Regions from separate parts of the Ovis aries genome. Here region 1 is linked to region 2. A link is a contact called in public Hi-C data. All regions are on one chromosome and are shown on one strand. The core of a region is the stretch at or near the end of the contact, and the rest is flanking DNA. Distances in the headings are between cores, read along the strand shown.

Region 1 (3,952 bases), core at 1,407-3,906, 1.2 Mb before region 2:
CATACATTTTCTTCACTCTTTTTCAATTGAACTTTTCTCTCCTCCATCTACACGGATATTTTTCTTCTGCCTAATTGAGCCTCCTTCTGAAGCTCTCTGATGCACTTTTTCATTTCACTCATGGTCTTCAGCTCCAAAGTTTCTGTTTTTTTTTTTTTTTTTTCAAAAGGCTTCCCTGGTGACTCAGATGGTAAAGAATCTGCCTGAAGTGCAGGAGACCTGGGTTCGATCCCTGGGTCAGGAAGATCCCCTGGAAAAGGAAATAGCAACCCACTCCAGCATTCTTGCCTGGAGAATTCCACGGACAGAGAAGCCTGGTGGGCTACAGTCCATGGGGTCGCACAGACACGACGGGAGTGACTTAGCACACACGCATCACCTTTTAGACTGCCTTTAGTGGGAGAAGACTTTCACCGAGAGGTGGCTGGAAGGGTGCCAGCCTGGCAGGCTGCAGGGTCTGTCCTTCTTGGAGGGCCCAGCTGCGTCATCCCTGTGCAGCTCTGTCGGCTGAGGTCAGAGAGGCGCGAATGGCCAGAGTCCTCTGTGCGAAAGTCCTCCTACGGGTACCCTTGGCAACGAAGGCTTTTGGGAGCCTTGGAGGTGAAGGTTGCTGGGTCTTCTGTTCTGTTTTCCCCTTGGGAGGAACTTCTAGCCAGTAGGGTCCCTCTTGGCTGTGATCTGGTGTGCTGGCAGACCTGGAGTGGACCTGGAGCCCTGGGGCCGTTTGCTGAGGCAGAGGTGCTGCTGTCTAAGGTGTGGGCGTGTGTGCAGATCACCTGTGGACCCAAGTCCGGGTCTCTGGGGTCTCACCACAGTGACTCTGGCAGGGGTGGTAGTGGTGGTGCAGAAGAGGCTCGGCACCTGAAGTGACAAGGTGCAGCAGTGGCTTGGTCCCTGGCCCCGGGGTGCAGGGTGCGGTCACCACGCAGCCTCCAGATGGTGGGTCAAAGTCCCAACTTTAGCTCCAGCTGGGGAGGCAGTCGTAGGATGGTGATTGCACCTACCTGGGTCAGTTCAGTTCAGTTCAGTCACTCAGTTGTGTCTGACTCATGTCTGATTCTTTGCAACCCCGTGGACTGCAGCACACCAGGCCTCCCAGTCCATTACCAACTCCCGGAGTCTACCCAAGCTCATGTCCATAATGCCATCCAACCATCCCATCCTCTGTCGTCCTCTTCTCGTCCCACCTTCAATCTTTCCCAGCATCGGGGCCTTTTCAAATGAGTCAGCTCTTTGCATCAGATAGCCAAAGTATTGGAGTTTCAGCTTCAACATCAGTCCTTCCAATGAGTATTCAGGACTGATTTCCTACAGGATGGACTGGCTGGATCTCTTTGCAGTCCAAGGGACTCTCAAGAGTCTTCTCCAACACCACAGTTCAAAAGCATCAATTCTTCTGTGCTCAGCTTTCTTTACAGTCCAGCTCTCACATCCATACGTGACCACTGGAAAAACCATAGCCTTGACTAGATGGACCTTTTTTTGGCAAAGTGATGTCTCTGCTAAACCATGCCGTGGAGGGCTACCTACCTGTGTTGGCCCGTTAATACCTGGCGGTAGGATCCGGGGAGCAGGGCTCAGGGCAATGACAGTTGGCCTCTGGCAAGGACAGTTCAGAGCTTTGACCTGGGCCCCAGGGGCAGGGCTGGGAGCATGGACAGTGTGTCTTGGCAGTGATGGCTCAGAGTGGTGATCGGGGACCTGGGCGTGGGGCCCGGGGCGTAGCGGGGCGGGACTGGGAATGGTCATGTGTGACCTGGGACCCAGAGGCTGACCTGGACGTGGCGGCACAAGGCTTGGGCTGAGACTGAGGGCAGGGCTCCGCGCCGCCGTGGCTCCCGTCCTGCATGTGGTGAGCACTCGAGCTCTTGACTCGAGCATGGGGTGACACAGATGAAACACTTCCTGTTCTTGTCCATGTGGCCATCCCAGTGTTTGAGCTCTGCAGGCTTTTGTCTGCTTTGTCATTGTGCTCCAGAGCTTTCCTGAGCTAGTCGGTTTGCAGTTGTTTACTGTTTTTATGAAGAGATAAACACTGGGGCCTCCTAGCCCCCCCTCTTGCTGATGTCACCGCCGTCTCACATGTTGACCTTTCAGTACTGCAGAGGCTGGGGTCCCACTCCAGAGGGTCTGGCTAAACTGGCCTGGAGTGTGCCGAGATCCTCGGGGTCCTAAAGCTCCCAGGTGGCTCTGATGGTCAGCAAACTTCCTCCTCGGAGTCTGCTGGCTACAGGACCAAACTCTTTCAACTTCTCCCAGCTGGAACATTCTGGATTTTCAAACCTATAACCGCAGTAGTCTGGGAAGGCAGGACAGAGAGTACCGATTGCTGTACTGCTGTACAAGTTTATGCTGCCTAAGTATTTTTTAAATATAGTACCAGTCCACGTGGAGTGCAGATGGATCCAAAGCACAAATGTTTTAGCGTTTGGTTCAGTCAGTAGGGTTAAATAGGGTGGTCAGATCAGAACAAGCGCTCAGTACACTTTAGTTCTTTTCACACGTCTCCTTTAAAAGAAAGCTACACCAGTGAGGGTCCCGAGTGTTGTGGTTGGTGGCTGAAAAATATGAACCGGATCTCTGATTCTAGGGGACTTTGTGATGACTTTGAAACACTTCTATCTTTGAACACTAGATGGCACACGAGGCCCACCCAACTGAGAATGCTGACTCAGGTCATGGAGGCAACCGTGGAAATTGGAAAACAGTGTTTGTTTGTGTGTGTGTGTGTGTGTTTTTTTTCTCAGATGTTAGTAGGATCCAGACAAAGCAAAAAACTGCTCTGTGCGTTGCTTCTGGGATAAAGTCAGACTTCATATTCTCCTGTGGGCCCCTGGATCTCCTTGGGTGAGGAAACACAGGCAGATAAGCTTTAGTTCAAGGTGAGGGCTGCTAGAGGACCTGGCCAGGTGGGGGTGAGAGGAGGGGCCTGTGATAAGAGGCAGGAACTGCCCGGTCTCTGCCAACAGACAAGCTATAAACAGAGGTCGATATTTGGGACTTGTTTTGAGAAGGAAAGAATCTTTCATGCACCGGGTCACAGGTTTTAATTTCCATCATTGGCGGCTGGTAGACAGGTCCTGACATGCAGGCCAACAGAGCAAGGGTCCTTTGAAGGAGTTTAAGCTGACCACCCACACAAAGGAAGGGGAGGGCGATGGTGACTCCTGTGTCTCCTCTTCTGCCAGATGCTTCTCGAATTAGAAAGCGGTCCCTTCGGTAGAGAGCTGGAAAGGAGCCATTTCTCCCAGAGCAGGGGAGGGCTGCCCGTCTGCTGTTACAGGCCCACGTTTGATCTGAGGACAGAGCTTCAAAGTGGAATGAAAACAACGCCAGGGTGCCCTTGAACTGCTGAGTCTGCAGGTGGCCGACAGGTTCCAGACCCCCGAAAGGCCGGGCATGGGACGTGACCCAGCACAGCGTCGCCTAGTGACTGCGCAGTGGGGGTGGGGTGCGGCAGGGGAGGGAATGTCTCATTTGAAATGAGCTCTTTGGTTTGCTGGACTTTCCTAGGGCACCCATGACCTGTCCTTCCATCAAGACTCATCCAACTTGCAGATCAGGGGAGCTCCGATCGTCATGGTTTCTGCCTTCTCCTCTTTCCCTCCACCCCCCTTGCTATTTATACATATACCAGCCTTGGGGTATATGGTTGTTCTGATGGTAAAGAATCCGCCTGCAATGCAGGAGTCCTGGGTTCGATCCCTGGGTCGGGAAGATCCCCTGGAGAAGGGAATGGCTACCCACTCCGGTATTCTTGCCTGGAGAATCTGCATGGACAGAGGAGCCTGGTGGGCTGCAGTCCATGGGGTCACAAAGAGTTGAACAGGACTGAGTGATTAACACACACAGCCTTGTCTTGAGTGGGTGTTTGCTTTCTCTTGGGCATTTCACCTACAGCATGCTAGCATGACCTGGTGAGGCCTTTACTGTGGTATTGAAGCTTTCCCCC
Region 2 (4,041 bases), core at 459-2,958:
CCAGCTAAGTAAATACTGATTTTTCAATTCACTGTGAGAACTCACATTTCATTCAATCAACTAGGAGCCTTTTGGAAATTTCCCCCATGCAGCAAATTTGGAAGAAACTGTCACACAGCATCCATCCGCCCAACATATTGCTTCGTTGTAATTTTTGCACTGTGTTTTGACAAAAGCAAATATTAGTATTATTCCAGGGGAACACTACGAGTGTATACAGAAATGTTTCCTTTCCTTTTCTCTTAGAGAAGCAAGGGAAGGGAAATTCTATATAGCCCCTTAAATGAGCGCTCCTGGTGGAAAAAGAGTACATCCAACTCCATACGCTATATGTACAAAGCCCCTTAGATCAAGGGGTTCGCGATACCCTCTTAGTTGAGTCCCAGGCTGCCAGCTTTCCATTCATTTTAGTTCCTCGATAAGGAGGGGCGGTGTGTTTTATTGCTGGGTTTCAAGCGTGCACCCCGTTAGCGCAGTTACAGCCTGCGCAAGGTCCTGAGAACCCCAAATGCCCGGCGGCCCCACTCAAATAAAATCAGCAGCAGCTTTCCCTGCTGCTACTGTCCTTGTTGGAGTTCGAACTCGGGCTTTACTGGTTGAGATTCTGAGCTAAACAGCGTCTGAACCGGGTGCATCTATCGCTAATCCTCTTCTCTTACTAAGGAAACCTGATCCCCACCTGGAAGACCGCGTTGCGTGGGGCGCCCGCGGCCCTTCGCACGGTTGAGGGTTTCAGGCAAACGGTCGCAGCCCCAATGGAGCTTTCTCTGAGCTTTCCGAGCAGGCGGCTTATCCCCCACCCCCCGACCGCTACATCCTCCGAGATAGAGCCCATTTTTGCCTACACCACACTCGAGTCACCCCAGACCCGGTCCTAGGGGGTCTATGGGGATGCACTTGATCGGCTCCTGAGGAAATACACTCGAGCCCAAGCAGAAAGATTTCACTCAGCCCGAACTCGCCTCTAGAGCGGGCAGCGTCGAGCCCGGGCGCAGAAGAGAGACTGTGTGGCCCCGGGGCTCCGGCGCAGACGGGGTGTGTGTGGCGGGGCGGGGGGTTGGGGGTTGTCTGGGGATTGTCTGGGGACTGCTCGCTATTTGGGATCGCTCGGCCCGGGTGGAGAGAAGACTGTTGTGGGGGGGGGGGGGTGTCTTTACACCTGCAATGTTTGAAATGAGGCTTCTTCAAAAATCACTTTTAAAGAAAAATACAAGGGCGTTTTCTGAGACTCCCCTCAACCCTCAGACCCATTAAACAAAATACAGCTGAATACTGGAAGTTCCGGAATGTCCCAGGTTTCTCGGAGCGAGGGGACGGGCGCACCGGGCGAGATGCGGGGCAGGAAGCAGGGGGCCTGCCGCAGGGAGCCCGGGACGCCCCCAGCCCCTACTGCTTGGGACCAGCCGATGGTGGGGACGGCCAAGGGATTTCGGGAAAAAAAGACCCCGATACGCGCGGGTCGGGACAGCCCGGACCCCTGCGCGAAGGTTCCCCTGCTGCCCTCCCGGCCGTTGGGATAGCGGGGCGGGGGGCGGAACGGGGCCGCGCAGGCAGGATCCGGTCGCCGTTTCTCCTTTCGCTTCTTCCCCAGCTGAAGTTCCTACCGGAGACCCAAAGGCCGCCAGAAGGACGGAGCTACAGCCGCGCCGTCGGGGGCGTTCCCCGGCGCGCGGGCCGGCCGCCGGGCGCCTGCTGCCCCCTGGCGCCCGCGCCGAGCCGCCCGGCCTCTCAGGGCCTGGGGCGAGGGAAGCGGCCGCGGCGCCCGGAAAGGCCTCCGAGGCCTGGCCCGCCACGGCCCCCGCCTCTGGCAGGCCCCTTGGCGCTGGAGCCCTGGGGAAGCCGGAGCGGCGGCGCCGGCGGCAGCGGTCCGGCACCCCCAAATCGCGCATCGGCAGGGGGAACCAAGGCGGGGAGTGGGAAGGGAGGGTCCCTCACCCGGGGGCGGGGGCGGGCGAAGTCGACGTGGAGGGCTCCGTGCCAGGCGAGGGGGAGAGTGGATGAGCGCCCTCCCCCCGAGGGAGGGACCCAGTGGACTCCTCGCGGAGTGTAGCTGGGAGAGCCCCGCGGCCGGGCGGTGGCGTGGGGCGGGGGGAACCGGGGCCCCTCTAAGCTCCGCGAAAATGCCCGCGGCGCCGCTGGGACGGGAGCGGGGAGCATGTTCCCGCCCGCGCGCAGAGCCGGGGTGGCTTCAGCTCCCGGGGCGGCTGACGAGCGCGCGCGCGCGGGCGGGGAGTGGACCCAGGGGCCGTTTCCGGGGAGCTGGAGGTGGGTGCGGGGCGCAAACGACCTGGGCCCCGCGGGGGAACCCCGCCCGGAGGCTTTCCAGTTTCTTTCCAGTCGCTTGTTCTTGGGGCGGGGGGGGGGGGGGCGGCTTCTGAACTACGGAACTCCTTCGCTGGCCACTAAGCTCAACTCCACCTGAGCGAGGCGCGCCGCGTCAAGACGCAGCGTAAAACACCAAGAAAACAAACCCAGAAAGAAAACTCAACACAAAAAGCAGGTCGTGGAGACCGACCACCGTCTGGTCTCAGTAAAGGAATCAGCGCCACTTCGCCGCGGCTGCCAACCGGCGCCGAGCGGCTCCCCGGGCTGGGCCCTCGGCCCTTCCCGGCCCCCTCGCGGCGAGTCCCATCCATGCCGGGAAAGTGGAGGCCTTGGGGCCCCCCGGCCCCCAGGTCTCGGGAGCCTAGCGGCGGCCGCTTCATCTATCTCCATGGCTCGCGGATGCTTCTCTCCGACAGACTCTGATCCCGGACCATTTGCGGCTCAGCGCGCGGCCCCAGTCCCTCCAGGCCGACCGGCCTTCTGCTCCACCTCCTGGGTCTCCGAACCACGGCCGCCCCTGGCGCGGCCGCTCACGGCAGCCCCCCGGGGCGGGCGGGCTGACTGACTGCCGGCCGCGCAAGCCCACGAGTGTGCAAAGCCGCCGCCGTCCGCACCGGAATGGCGGTCTCGAGCGAATGTAGGAGCGTGTGGGTGCGGGTATGTGGATGCGGGGAGCGCGGCGTGGCCTCCGCACTGGCTGGCGGTGGACTCTCCACCCTGGCCGCGTACAGTAGCGCGCGGCGGCGGCGGGGGCGCGCGGGCCAATTCCAGGAGCCCGCGGCACCGAGCCGCGCCCTGCCTGATACCGGAAAGGCCTGTGATTGGCCGGCAGCCGCCCCTATGCAAACGAGCTGAGGGAATGGAATTCCTCGGGCCGGGCTTACAGTAAAAGCACGTTCATTTCCAGGCACTCTCATTCATAGAGCCAGCGGGCGCAGGCGGGACGAGCGCCCCGCGGCCGGACCCAGCCAGGGCACCACGCTGCCCGGCCCTGAGCCGGCAGGCATCTCTTGCTGGGGATACTGGGGACGCCAGAAGAAAGTCAGTCTTTGCTGTTTTTCATAGAACCGCGTTGGAACTTCGATTTTGAATTGTGTGTGGGGGAGGATTTTGTTGTTGTTTTTGCCTTTTCCTACTTTTGAATGAACTGGTTTCTTGGCTGGATGGTTCCATTTCTTTCCTGGGTGTGAACTTTTCTCCGGTTGTGTCCTTTGACAACAGCGGGAGAGAGTGCGCCGGGCTTCGTGGCGAGTGGTGAAGTGGCGCGTGTGCGTGGCAGAGTGTGCGTGCTTGTGTAACTCGAGCCGCCCCGTCTGTTGCGATCTGCGCTGCGGAGCCTTTCTCGCCAGGGCCCGCTCCACCTGCTGCGGTTCCGCGGTGTGTGGGTAAATTGGCGCGTCCGGGCAGTTCACCCGGCCGGCGCTGGGGCGACGTTGGAGGAAGCTCGTCTCGCTACTGCCCAAGTCGGGGCTGACTCACCGGAGTCGATGTAGACGGCGGCTGGCTCCCGAAGAGTGCGTGCCTGCGTGCGTCTGACTCCGCTGCAGCTCACCTCCCACCAAACCACAGGATCAGCCACAAACTTAACCAACATCCCCAAACCCGAGTTCTCAAATGTGGAGAGCTGAACCCTGAATATCATCGACTTGGATTTTTTTTTTTTAAGATCAGCTTTTTCTTTGATAAAGCTTGAATTTTCTGAACTGAGCATTTTGC

Evidence for each region. A called contact is a pair of places that touch in the nucleus more often than the background predicts.
Region 1: a contact with region 2 is called in a Hi-C map of liver, with 3 times the contacts expected there. The contact joins two enhancer-like sites. A contact is called at or near these places in 2 of 16 Hi-C or Micro-C datasets (liver and skin fibroblasts).

What each region holds. Positions count from the first base shown.
Region 1 is chr1:268,918,420-268,922,371 of ARS-UI_Ramb_v3.0, reverse strand. No RefSeq gene overlaps it. Among named protein-coding and RNA genes, the nearest start is that of SETD4, 40 kb to the left of the region's middle. Within about 2 kb of position 2,656, at least 8 of the 54 cell types and tissues checked have an H3K27ac peak or open chromatin away from gene starts, as enhancers often do. A contact at or near this core is called in liver, where this site is marked.
Region 2 is chr1:267,704,663-267,708,703 of ARS-UI_Ramb_v3.0, reverse strand. The region is part of intron 3 of RUNX1 (RUNX family transcription factor 1); the gene reads left to right. Among named protein-coding and RNA genes, the nearest start is that of RUNX1, 170 kb to the left of the region's middle. Within about 2 kb of position 1,708, at least 38 of the 54 cell types and tissues checked have an H3K27ac peak or open chromatin away from gene starts, as enhancers often do. A contact at or near this core is called in liver, where this site is marked.